Linked DNA regions of Capra hircus: region 1 is linked to region 2. The links are chromatin contacts, called in public Hi-C maps. All regions are on one chromosome and are shown on one strand. Each heading gives the region's core, a stretch centred on a gene start, on an enhancer-like site or on the middle of the called end of the contact. The rest is flanking DNA. Distances are from core to core; before and after follow the strand shown. Region 1 holds the start of LRRN4CL (LRRN4 C-terminal-like protein). Region 2 has its middle 55 kb from the start of ASRGL1.

The links. A called contact is a pair of places that touch in the nucleus more often than the background predicts.
Region 1: a Hi-C map of blood shows a contact between it and region 2, with 2.3 times the contacts expected there. The contact joins the promoter of LRRN4CL here to the enhancer-like site in region 2. A contact is called at or near these places in 2 of 5 Hi-C or Micro-C datasets (both in blood).

Annotation. Positions count from the first base shown.
Region 1 is chr29:41,345,862-41,351,596 of ARS1.2, forward strand. LRRN4CL (LRRN4 C-terminal-like protein) reads right to left here and starts at 1,583. Exons shown (of 2, transcript XM_018042989.1): 1 at 804-1,583; 2 at 1-291. The coding sequence starts at 286. It overlaps BSCL2 (seipin), which reads right to left. Exons shown (of 12, transcript XM_018042984.1): 5 at 4,582-4,725; 6 at 3,622-3,756; 7 at 3,339-3,436; 8 at 2,624-2,765; 9 at 2,416-2,482; 10 at 2,154-2,243; 11 at 1,976-2,056; 12 at 1,599-1,841. The coding sequence ends at 1,699.
Region 2 is chr29:41,132,217-41,138,297 of ARS1.2, forward strand. No RefSeq gene overlaps it. Among named protein-coding and RNA genes, the nearest start is that of ASRGL1, 55 kb to the left of the region's middle. Within about 2 kb of position 4,610, at least 4 of the 5 cell types and tissues checked have an H3K27ac peak or open chromatin away from gene starts, as enhancers often do.

The DNA.
Region 1 (5,735 bases), core at 333-2,832, 210 kb after region 2:
CGCGGCCCGTCTCGGCCTCCACGCGCACTTCCCCCAGGCGTGGCGGGTGCGGTGGCTGCAGGGCGCTGGAGAGGCTGGGGCACAGGCAGGCTGCCGGGCCGGCCCTCTGCAGCTCCTGGCAGGGCACCTGCAGGTGGCGGCAGTGGTCGTAATCACAGGGGACGGCCGGCAAAGGTGTCTCATCTTGCTCGTCTCCTTCCAAGTCTCCGGCCACCAAGGGCTGCGTTCTGGGAACCAGGGAGAAGGTGACAGCAAGGAGCCACAGAAGGCAGGGAGAGCGCGGCATGGAATCTGGAAGAGAAGGGTAAAGGCTCTTTAGCCCCCAGACCCTGCAGGGGCCCCGTCCCTCACCAAAACCTGTAAGCAAAGGGAAACAGGACCGGGAACCGGGAGAACAAGCAAGAGGTGGGAATGACCGTGACACACCCATGTGTCCGTCCAGCTTCTGAACAGCTTATGTGCTTGGTTTTGGGGAAAAGAATGAAATATGGTCTGGGCCGACAGAGAGAGGTGCGATCGGCAACGTGTGAAGCGCTGGAAACAGTTAATGAATAAACAGTGCTGGGGGGAGCTGGGGCAGAGAAGAGGAGGAAATGATTTACACCGCCTGGGTGAGGAAGGTGGAATGGTTACCAGCTGCCACCCAGAGCAACCAGCTAGTCAGCGACACATGCAGAGAGCCAGAAAGGAGATAGAACGGAGAAGAGAGGGGACACAGAGGCCCTGGAGCCCTCCCTCCCCACCTGTCGAAGGCCTGGTCCCTGCCTGCCCTCCACACGTCTATCTCATAGGCACCCCCTTACCAGCAGGTAGGCCTTGATGCGGCGAGTAGCAAGCTGGGGCTCCTAAGAGGTCCCCCTGGAACACAGGCTGTGCGGTCACGTTCTGTCGGTGTCTTCAATTTCAATTCTGTTTTGGCCCAAAGCTTTTATACCCCTCGACTGTGATGTCACCACCTGGCCCCCCTTCCCCTGCTCCCCTCCCTGGTGAGTGCCAAGAAGAGGGCTGGTCCCTTCAGAAGGCCTGAGTCACGGGGCCAGGGGTGGGGGAAGCCACATGCAGCGGTTTCAGCTGGAGGTCGGGATGCCTGGGTTCTGAAAGAGCAGCGGAATGTGGAAAGCAGCCAAGGGCTGAGAATCCAAAGGCTGAAGTCATGTGAAGGGGTGAGGAGGGGAGCAAAAGGGATGGGCCACCTGGCTGGTATCAGAGAGGAAAACAGCTACGGACAGCATGGGGTCTGGGCCACGAAATGCTGTTCTGGTAAAAAATCATACCACATCCATGGCAGTCATTTCCTGTCTTCTGCCTCTCCATGGACTGAGAAAGGGAGGGGTGCGGAGGCCAGAATGATGTACTCCAGCTTTGCAGCCCCACCCTCTGCTATCCCCCTCCCCAGAGGGAGAGGACTGAGTGGGCAGGTTTTCACTCCCTGACTTCCAGGCTGATGAATGAAAACAGCTGTGCCTAAAATAGTCCAGGGCCTGGAGGTCTTCTGTATCTGTGGCCCCTGACAAGAAAACCTCCTCCGGTCAGGGCGGGGAATGCCTGGGGAACACCAGGTTTTTAAATGACCCTGAATCCACTTCAGAGTCAGGGAGGCAGCTGGCATGAAAATAGTTTATTATTGGGGGAGCCCCAGAGAGAGAAAGGGAGCAGGTGGGAAAGGGCCAGAATGTGGGGACTCGGGCCCTACTCGCTTCAGGAGCTGGAGCAGATGGGGCGCTGTCGGACAGAGCCCGCAGAGGGCTCCGAGCTGCCCACGGTCTCTGGGGCAGGGGCAGAGCCAGAGGCAGCCAGGTTGGCCTCCGTCAGCAGAGCTGCATCTTCCCAGGAGCCTGAACCTGGGCCAGGGGAGAGAAAACCAAATCCCAAAGGGGAAATTCCAGACCAGGGACCCCCGCCCCCACCCAGGGTGGCCTCCGCCCTGCTCACATGCTCCCCCCGCCACCTGTTCCCACCGCACAGGGTCCCTCACCATCACTGGCCTCGGGCTCCAGCTCCTCCTCGCCACTCAGGGGCTGTTGATCTGTTTTCTCCTCCTCAGACAGCTGGCCTTCTGCAGCCCCAGTGGGGAAGGCAGAGGTCAGTCTGGAGGAGGCTAAAGGGGAGGACTGAGGAGTAGTCAGGAAGGGGGTCGGGCAGCTGCACCGTACCTGTCCCAGGGGGATTCGCGTGGCTCTCACCGTCCTCTGTAACGGGTGACAGCTGGGGGGACTCCTCCTGGCCTTGGGGCCCTGTGCCTCCAAAGGGGGTAGAGAACAGGGCAGGACTAGGGTGGCTGTGCCTGGATGGCAGTGCCAACTTCACCCTATTCCACCTTTCTCTTGACCTTCAGCTTAGTAGGCGAGCACCTAAAGCTTCATTCTGGATGGTGCAGGAGGCCCCCCTCACCCAGCCCCCAGCCATCACCTCTACCTGGCTGATGGGCAGAGATCTTTCGCTGGACTTCCTTGCGGGAACGTTTTCGGTTTCGGATGTTTACCTGTGGAGGGGAAACTCCTGAGCAGCAAGGACTGCCTTCCCTCACCAGAATGACTGGGCCCTTCTGCCCCAGCCCCCAACACGCCCCGGCCCACTCCCCAAAGAAGAACCATGAAGGGGAGAGGAAGGGGTCCTTTGAGACCTGCAAAGAGAGGCGCTGTCGGGGCCAGATGCCCCCCCACACCCACTGCATGTAGCTGAAGAGCACAATGACGCTGAGGAAGGTGAAGTTGCTGGCGACACCAACGAAGGCGCAGGTCATCGGGAAGTTGTACAGCAGGTACCTGAGGCAGGGAGTAGGCAGGAGGGGAGTAGCAGCTACCAGGGAGTGCCAGCCTTCTCATTTCTCAGAAGTAATTTCTAGGGCAGTTCACCAGAGCTTGGCGAGAGCTGGTCTCCACCCTCTGCCTCCTGCGCACTGAGCCAGTGGTTCAAGAGAATGTTTCTCCACTCTGACTGTACATGGTCTCCCCCGGGGTGCTTTCAGAAAGTCTCATGGCTGGGGACTTCCCTATCTAAGGTCCGATGACTAATACTCCACTCCCAAAGCAGGGGGCCTGGGTTTGATCCCTGGTCAGGGAATGAGATCCCACAAGTTGCAACTGAAAGCTGCCACAGCCAAGTAAATAAATATTTTTTTAAAAAGTCTGGCAGCCAGATATGACCGTAACAAATCCTAGTCTTGAGGGCGGGGCCCAGGCATTGGTAATTTTCTAAAAGTTCCCCAGGCTCCTGATAGGAGCCTGTCCAGCCAGGGCTGAAAACCTGTAGCCCAGGTAAAATCTGTCACCTCTGCTTAGGACCCTCTTAAGGACAGCCCCAGGAGAGCTGCCCAGCCCACGTGGGCACTGCCTCACCTGAGCCCAGTGAAGTGGGCGTGGATGCGGAGGTAGGCTCCGTACATCTGGATGCGCTTGCTGTGGATCTCGATAATGGCTCCGGTGGTTGGCACATACTGCGGGCAGGAGGGCAGGGGCGGCAGCACATCAGGCCAGAACCCTGCTGCCACTCGTGCCAGCCCAGTCTGAGGCCCGCTGCCAGCCTCCACCGCAGTCCCTCCTGCCCAAGCCCGGGAGCTCCTCGGGGAAGATTCTGGGTTTGTGGGGAGGGCTGTCTCCTGTCCTCCTCTCCTCTCCTTACCGAGTTCTCTCTGTATTCTGGGTATAGCTCCACCTCCAAGAGCTGCTTCTGCTCCGCAAAGCCAAACAGCAGGAGGCTCGAGAAGACCAGTGTGTCGAGCATCTGGAGCAGGCTTGAGCGGTAATGTAGCATCACCTGCCAGGGCCAGGGAAGGGAGGCTGGGGACGGGCGCTCACCCTCAAAACCACTCCTGAACAGGGAGTAGAGGCTGGGCATGGGTGCCTACCCTCAAAGCCACCCCTGAGCAGGGCATGAAGGCAGCTTCTTCCTTAGGTCTCCTAGTCCCTCTCACTTCCTACCATGCCCCAAGTCTCGATCCCATCATTGCGAAAGTTTCAAGACATCCCTGCCCTGCCCTTCCCAACCACGTCTCTATTCCAATACAAGTCTCCTCTTCTAAGAAAGCCTCCCAGGTGAAGCCCCACCCCATCTGTCATCTACCTTTCCCCAGAACGGTGCTATAATCTAGACCAGTGTACCATCTGAGGCTTTCTTCTCGCAAGTGGACATTCAGGAATTTGCTTTATGAGACGGTTCTGTTGACAATTAAGAACGGAGTCCAGCATTTATTAAACACCCACTATTTCCTCATGGAATCCAAACCAGTCTCGCTATGAGGGAGTTACTACTACTATATTTGCTTCAAGGGGTTAAGTAAGTTGGCCCTCTGCTAGTATGTTTCTGAGTGAGGACTTGAAGCCTGGTCTGTTTGGCTCCAAAAAAGCCCATTTTCAGGGCGGCTCCACTCAAAGATGGATGTGCTCATCAGATGTCTGGCAGCGGGGGGGCGGGGGCGGGGTGGGCAGGAAGGGTCATCTATCTGGTTTGGTGAACTGACACCTCTTGCGATGCCGTGTCTGTGTCTCAGACCTCAGAATGTTTTCTCCTGAAGCCCCACCCAGATACTCTGACATCTGTTATCATTCTCCACAACCTCCTAGACAGGCCACGAACACTCACGGAGCGTGAAGAGGTGGAGATGATTCGGCCGCCTCTGGTGTAGCACGAGATGGTGACCAAGAACATGCCCAAATCTTGATTCACAGGAGACTCTGGCAGCTCAAGCTCTAAAGTAACGCGGTAAGGCTGTCCATACATCAGTACCTGCCCAAGGTGGACGGCATCTCTTTCAAAAAAAATTTTTAATTGCATTGTCCCTGTCCCACCTCCCGGCTACCCTTCCAAATACAATTTCCTCCGCTATCAGAACAGGCCTCTCAAATCTCCCTCTTCCCAAGAACCTGCTGCCCCCTTCTGGTAGGTGGATCCCTCCCACTTCTGAGATCTTCAGTGTCTACACTCCTGAATCACTGTTTGAGAAAAGCTGTGTCATGTTTCTTTTCCAAAAGTGAACCATCATGTTGCCAACTGGGCCATCTGTGACTCAGGCCTCTTTGTCCCCGTGAGGCCATCCCCTCGGGCCCAGCCTGCCTTCACTTACATTACTAATTAGCAGAGTGCGGGAAGCACTCACCATTTCCCTAGCCAGCTCTCCCACAGTAACTCTGTCCTTCTGGGTCCCTTACCTTAGTTCTGTTGGTAGAACCCTGAGACTCAGTGGGAAAGCATCTTCACTGGGATTAGCCTCAAAAGATTAAAGATTTGCCACCAAACATACCCTAGTTATTCCTGACCATTCCTATACTCCTCTAATCCTATATTCGACTATGCTTATCCTGTGCATGACCCCCTCAGGGTGATCCACAAGGATTACAGGGGTGATGGTAAAGCTTTTGGTTTTAACCAAAGAGGGAATGGATTAAAAAAAATTTTTTTTTTAAAAGAGTGCCCTAACCCTGATAGTGACGGCTTCCCTGGTAGATCAAATTGCCAACCGAGGTTCGATCCCTGGGCTGGGAAGATCCCCTGGAGAAGGGCATGGCAACCCACTCCAGTATTTGTGCCTGAAGAATCCCATGGACAGAGGAACCTGGTGGGCTACAGTCTACAGGGTTCCACAGGGCTGGACACGAGTGAAGTAACTTAGCATGAATGCACACAACCCTAATAGTGAACCATCTAGACTTATTGCTGTGAAGGTACTTTGAGCATTTTATCCCTAGAGTAACAGGTGAAAATCCACTGATCAAAATCTTTCTTTATATACACTCTTA
Region 2 (6,081 bases), core at 3,360-5,859:
AAGCAACAAGACAGCTGAAGGCGCTGATAGACACCCTCTCCCCGAAGGCCAAGGACAGCGTGTTACAGCTCATGGTACATGGCTCCCTCCAACCCCGCTGCCCGCGTCCCGGGGCTGCAGCGTCACCCGCTCCGGGGCACGCGTGCATGCTCAGCCCATCAGTCGCGTCCAGCCCTGCAACTCCATGGGCTGCAGCCCGCCAGGCTCCTCTGCCCACGCGATTTTCCAAGCAAGCATACTGGCGCTGTGCTGTGCCTAGTCGCTCAGTCACGCCTGCCTCTTTGTGACCCCGTGGGCTGTAACCCACCAGCCTCCTCTGTCCATGGGGATTCTCTAGGCAAGAATACTGGAGTGGGTTGCCATGCCCTCCTCCAGGGGATCTTCCCAACCCAGGGATCGAACCCAGGTCTCCCGCACTGAAGGCAGATTCTTTACCATCTGAGCCACCAGGGAAGCCCCAAGAATACTGGAGTGGGTAGCCTATCCCTTCTCCAGGGGATCTTCCAAACCCAAGGATCAAACCCACATCTTTTCCATCTCCTGCACTGGCAGACAGATTCTTTACCACTGTGTCACGAGAAGTCCCTACTGTGGGGACACTTTCCTAATCCAGAGAGGAGAGTCACAGTGTAAATGTCCCTGGGGAAGCAGGCACAGTCATCTTATCTTTTCTAAAGAAGCTCCTGAGGTACCATCCTGGCAGCCCAGTGGTTAAGACTCCCAGCTTCCACTGTAAGGGGCATGGGTTCAATCCCTAGTCAGGGTGGCAAAAAAAAAAAAAAAAATTTTTTTTTTAATTAAAAAAATTAAAACTAGAGAAGCTTCTGAGAAATAATCCAAGCTTAGCTCCTCCCACAAATACTGAAGCTCTTAGGTGACATTAAAGTTTCTGGGTCTGGCTTTGACATTTTCATTCACTATTGTATTGGGGATTTTGTTTGTTTGTTTTAGGGGAAAATAGTACAAAGCCCAGAGTGTGCTTAGGATTTAGAAGCTGAAGATCTCCACCTGCCGAGGCCCCTGCCACTCCCCGGATGCTCCTTTCACTCCGTCCCCACCAGCCCCGCCTGACTCCTGCAATAAAGTACAAGCAAGCATCTCATCTGTGTCCCCGCCTTTTTTATTCACCTGCTAGAATGAAAGGTGTGCCGCTGCTGGGGTAAGATTAGAGCAAAAAGAAAGGCAGTGGCCGTGGAAACACATCCCCAAGGGTCCAGGCCTTGTCTCACTTCCAGTCCACAGATGGGCAGACCAGCTTCTAGCACATACTCCCTTCCACGGGCAGAGAGCCAGCCTGGAAACATTCCCAGGGCCTTGCTCAAACCTGACCTACAGGGAACGGTGGGGGCGGGGGGGGGGGTGTCAGCAGGGGGAACGTTAGACATGGTGGCAGCTGACCTCAGGCTGACCTTCCAACCCCCATCCATTTAGTAATGAAATTCAGCGTTCTGTTTCTTCCAAGCCCTTTGGGATCCCTCTCTCGGTTTGAAAAAGAAATATTTAAGGTGATTATGCTACCCAGACATAACTGCAAACAAAGATGGAGTTTTCCAGAGAGTTCCATCTCCCAAAGATAAATGGGGGATCTCTGAAGCATTTTGACAGAGCAGTGCGGTGCTCTGAGGGGCTGACTGGCCCTGTGACAGTCTGCAATCACTTCCAGCGCAGATGGTCTCTTCCCACCTATGGAAGGATCCGATTCCTATAAGAAACTTAGAAAACAAAGGCTGGAGGGAGGAGCAGGTTCAATCCCTTGATTAGGGATGCAGGGTCCTTGAGGGGGACTCTGAGGACAGACAGGGTCTAGGGGGCGTCCCCAGAGAGGGTCGGTTAAGTGTTTCGCTTACTTCACATTCGCCGCATGGAATTATTCTCAAACTATTTTTTCAAGCAAAACCCCTCCTCTTGTGCATTTGCTACATCCTTTACCAGCCATCCTGATGAGGACATCCTATTTCCAGGCTGAAGGTGCAGGGGGTTATGGGTCAAGCCGTCCATTCACGTCACTCTCTGTCCCCAAGAGGCTAGTGGAGAGTGGGTGGGAGGGGGTCAGGCTGGTCAGTACCTGGTGACTGCCGCCCACGGGCAATGGTGCTCTTATTTAACCCCAAAGCCCTTCTCTGACTTGCCCCTGCCCCCCCTCCCCGCCATCCCTTAAGTCACACCCAGCCAACTTTCACTCAAAAAGTGAATCGGCCACCCCCTTCCTTCTTGCATGAAATCAATCCCCAGGTATTTACTGGCACTTGCCACGTGTTCATGGTGGCGCTCGGGGCTCTGAGGAAGCCAGGAGCAGATTTCACAACCCAGCAAATATGCATGAAGCGATTTCTCAGTGCACAAGCGCACTGAGGCCCAAGTAGAGCAGAGTGAAGACGACGGCGGCCTCTGGTCACAGGGAGCTAGTGACCTGATGGGGAAGATCGCCAGCCCCCCAAAAATCAACAGTTAAGAAGCAGACAGACAGATAGGTAAACCCGTGCTAAAAGCATGAAAGAAATGAAGGGAGGAGGCTCCCCTGGTGGCTCAGTGGTAAAGAATCTGCCTGTCAATGCAGGAGACACGGGTTCAACCCCTGATCCCGAAAGATCCCACATGCTGCAAGGTAACTAAGCCCATGCACCCCAAATGTTGAACGCGCGCTCTAGAGCCCAGGAGCCACAACTACCAAGCCCACGTGCCCTAGAGCCTGCACTCTGTAACAAGAGGAGCCACTGCAACGAGAATTCCAAGCTCCACGGCTAGAGGCAAACCCTCGCAGCAAAGAAGATCTAGCGCAGACAAAAATAAATACACAGGTAAAATTCGTTTGGAAAAAAGAAAAAAAGGGAGTGACGTAAGCAAGAGGGGCATGGACATGGGATTTCCTGGTGGTCCAGTGGTTAAGAATCTGCCTCGCAAAGCAGGGGATGCAGGGTCCATCCCTGGTCAGGGAACCAAGATCTCAAAGGCTGCAGAGCAACTAAGATCTGAGGCAGCCAAATAAATATTAAAAAAAAAAAAAGAGTAGCGTGGACAGGCCAGCCCAGGAACCCCTGGCTCAAGGTCTGAGCAGAGACAGGAGGGACTGGAGGAGATGGGGGAGGCAGCCAGAGGCAGAGGGGAAACAGGAGGACGATCAGGCAGGGGCACGGAGGGGACCATGGGAAGGCTGCCCAGGCTCCTTCCCGCACCCTTGCCCTCCCTGTGGCACCCTGGAGCCCTGCCCTTGGGCCCCAGGAGAAAATGCAGAACCTTCTGAAGAACCTTAGCTCTAGGTATCTCTCACCTGCCAGCAAACAGGCCAGACCTCCTCCCCTTATGTCCTACCATCCACCCAATATCTCAGTCTCCTCTTGTCCAAGAGAAATCTGATTCCCCCCTCCCTCCTCTCTCTTTCCAGCCTCTGTAAATTCCATCTTTAGCCTCCCAGCTGCTCTGGCCTGAAGCCAAGGGGCAGTCTCGACCCGTCCCTCTCCAGCACTGTCATGCCCAGCCAAGCAAGTCACCCGCAAACACCTCTGAGAACCGCCTGCCTGCCTACAGAGCCACCCTGGGCCCCACCCACCCCCTCACCTGCACAACCTGGGGGAGGAGGGCTCCTAACTGCCTCCCAGCTCACACTCAAGTGCCCTGCAGTCTGCTCTCTACAGTAAGGACAGACCCAGTTATCAAATGAAAACCCCCTTTCACAGCCTCTCCCCCACTCCAATCAAGTCCAGCTCTTGGAAGCTTCCCCACACTCTTCTCATCAACTGCAAATCCAGAATGCACCCATCACGGGTTCTCATCTCCCATCCTTCCCACTGCTCACTCCCTCTCTGCAGTCCACCCTGCTGGCCTGCAGTTCTTTTTGTTTTTTTAAGAACAAGCCACCAAGCCTGTTCCTACCTCAGGGCCTTTGCACAGGCCACACAGCATTAACTGCTGGAAACTGTTGACAATTGCTGTAAAAATTCACCCTAAGGACTTCCCTGGTGGTTCAATGGCTAAAACTCTGAGTTCCCAATGCAGGTGGCCTGGGTTCCATCCTTGGTTAGGGAACTGTCTAGACCCCCACATGCCACATCTAAAAGTTTGCATGCCACAGATAAAAGATTCCACACGCCATAGCAAGGACCAAAGATCCCACGTGCCACCACTAAGACCTGCACAGCCAAATAAATATATTTATTAAAATAAATAAATATTTATTTATTTAAAAAAAAAAGACTTGATGCCTCCAATGCGGGGGACGCCGGTTCCATTCCTGGTCGGGAAACTAAGATCCCACATGCCCTCTGGTGCGCCCCCCCAAAAGAAAAAAAAAATCGCCCTAGAGCAAAATAGGCAAAGACTAGAACTCATCCGAAACGTGGGTCCCATGTGGATATAAACACCCTCCAAACACCCCTTGTCCCAGGGCAATCAGTCCCTGACCCGGCCACACCATCCCCAGATACTGAATGAAAGGGGAGGACGCGCACAGGGAAAGCGGGAATGGAGAGGGCATCCGCAGAGGTCACAGAACGAGAGGGTTGCAGAGAGAAACCTCTTCGGTTCAGATTTTTCCAAGAAGCTACGTGGTCCCTCGGGGACGCGCCTTCCGCGCCTTCAGCAGCAGGCGCCACCATGGCCACTAGGGGGCAGTGTCGACCAAGGTGTCCAGGTCGGGGCTTCTGAGCCTTGCAGCTCCACGCAGCCTGGCTCAATCCGCGGGACGCATGATGAAGTGCAGTTCCTTTCTAGGTTTGGTGTTTGGGTTGTTGTTTTTTTTTTTTTTTTTTGGTATCATCTGTGATTGCTTTAACTTGATTTTTCAGGGTTGGTTTTTTTTTTTTTTTCTTAATAAGAATTCTGAGGAAAAACAGGGGCAGTCTTACAAAACTGCTGCCCGCTGAACCCTGCCAGGCATGTGTCAGCTCTTTTGGAATTAGTAATAATTCCCTTCCCGAACAATTGCGAGGGCCAGTCCAGCAGAATCTAGAACGTGAGATGGTCCGGAAGGTACAGAGGAGCCTCGGGCGCTAGCGGAGCGGGTCCTCTGACCTCCGTCCACCTTTTTTAACATCTCAAGTAACCTAATAATTAATTTTATTGATTGCTTACTCCCTGGCAAGCATTTCTGCAATTTCTTATTTCTTCCTCACACAATCCAGATTCAAAGCCAGACCCCCAACCCCTGCCCTACAGTAGAGAGTAGGATCCCAAAGGCAGGAATTTCCTGAGCTATTAACTGAAATGACACTGATGAAAAATGTCCACCTACCCCCCCAAAATATGCACCTACGTGCCGGCTTATGCAGACACACACACACACCCCCGGACTATAGCCATCTCACCCCTCCCTATCTGCCACAAAGGAGGGCCTGTGATTGTAAAAATTCCAGAGCCAGTCAGGGGAACTGACAATTCCAGCAGAGATTCTTGGTAGAGGGTGGGGCCTCCTTGGGGGTGGCGAGCCTCTTGCCTCCCCTCTCCCCCACTGCTGAGTCCCCCGGGTTCCTTTGCATCCAGGTCATCTTTAACTCACATACCTTGGCCATCCACCTAGGTGAGTGTTGTTCAAACAGATAAGGATCCAGGGCCATAAAAGGTTCAGAATTTTAATTACCTATTCAGAACTAGGGAAATATTTACCTAGGGCAAATACAGCAGGTATCTAGGGACAAAAGGAAGTCCAATTACATGGCAGGGAGAGTCTCCACCTCAGAGGAGCTGCAAATGTAGGCGATCCCAAGAATGCGAGCTGTCAGCACACAGAGTACATTCAGTTTTAAAAGAGCAGAATGCAAGATGAACTGATCACAGCCACAGAAAAAGCACATATCTGTGTGACTCATGTTTGGGGAAAGCAGAAAAAAATTAGAGAAATGAAAGAATGTCATGGGATTCTTTTTTGTCTTTTTTTCCTTTTCTGCCTGACCACACTGGGGCCATTGCTTATCTTTGAACAGACCTCAAGCTAAGAAGGATTTTTATGTTTGAAGAAGGAGGATGAGGAGAAGTGCGTCCAGCCCTAGTTATATAAATATATAATTATATGATCAGCCTTTTTCACTGTGAAAATACTAAACTCTAAAACGCAAGGAGGCCAATGTAACGAATAGAAGCTTCCGGGGT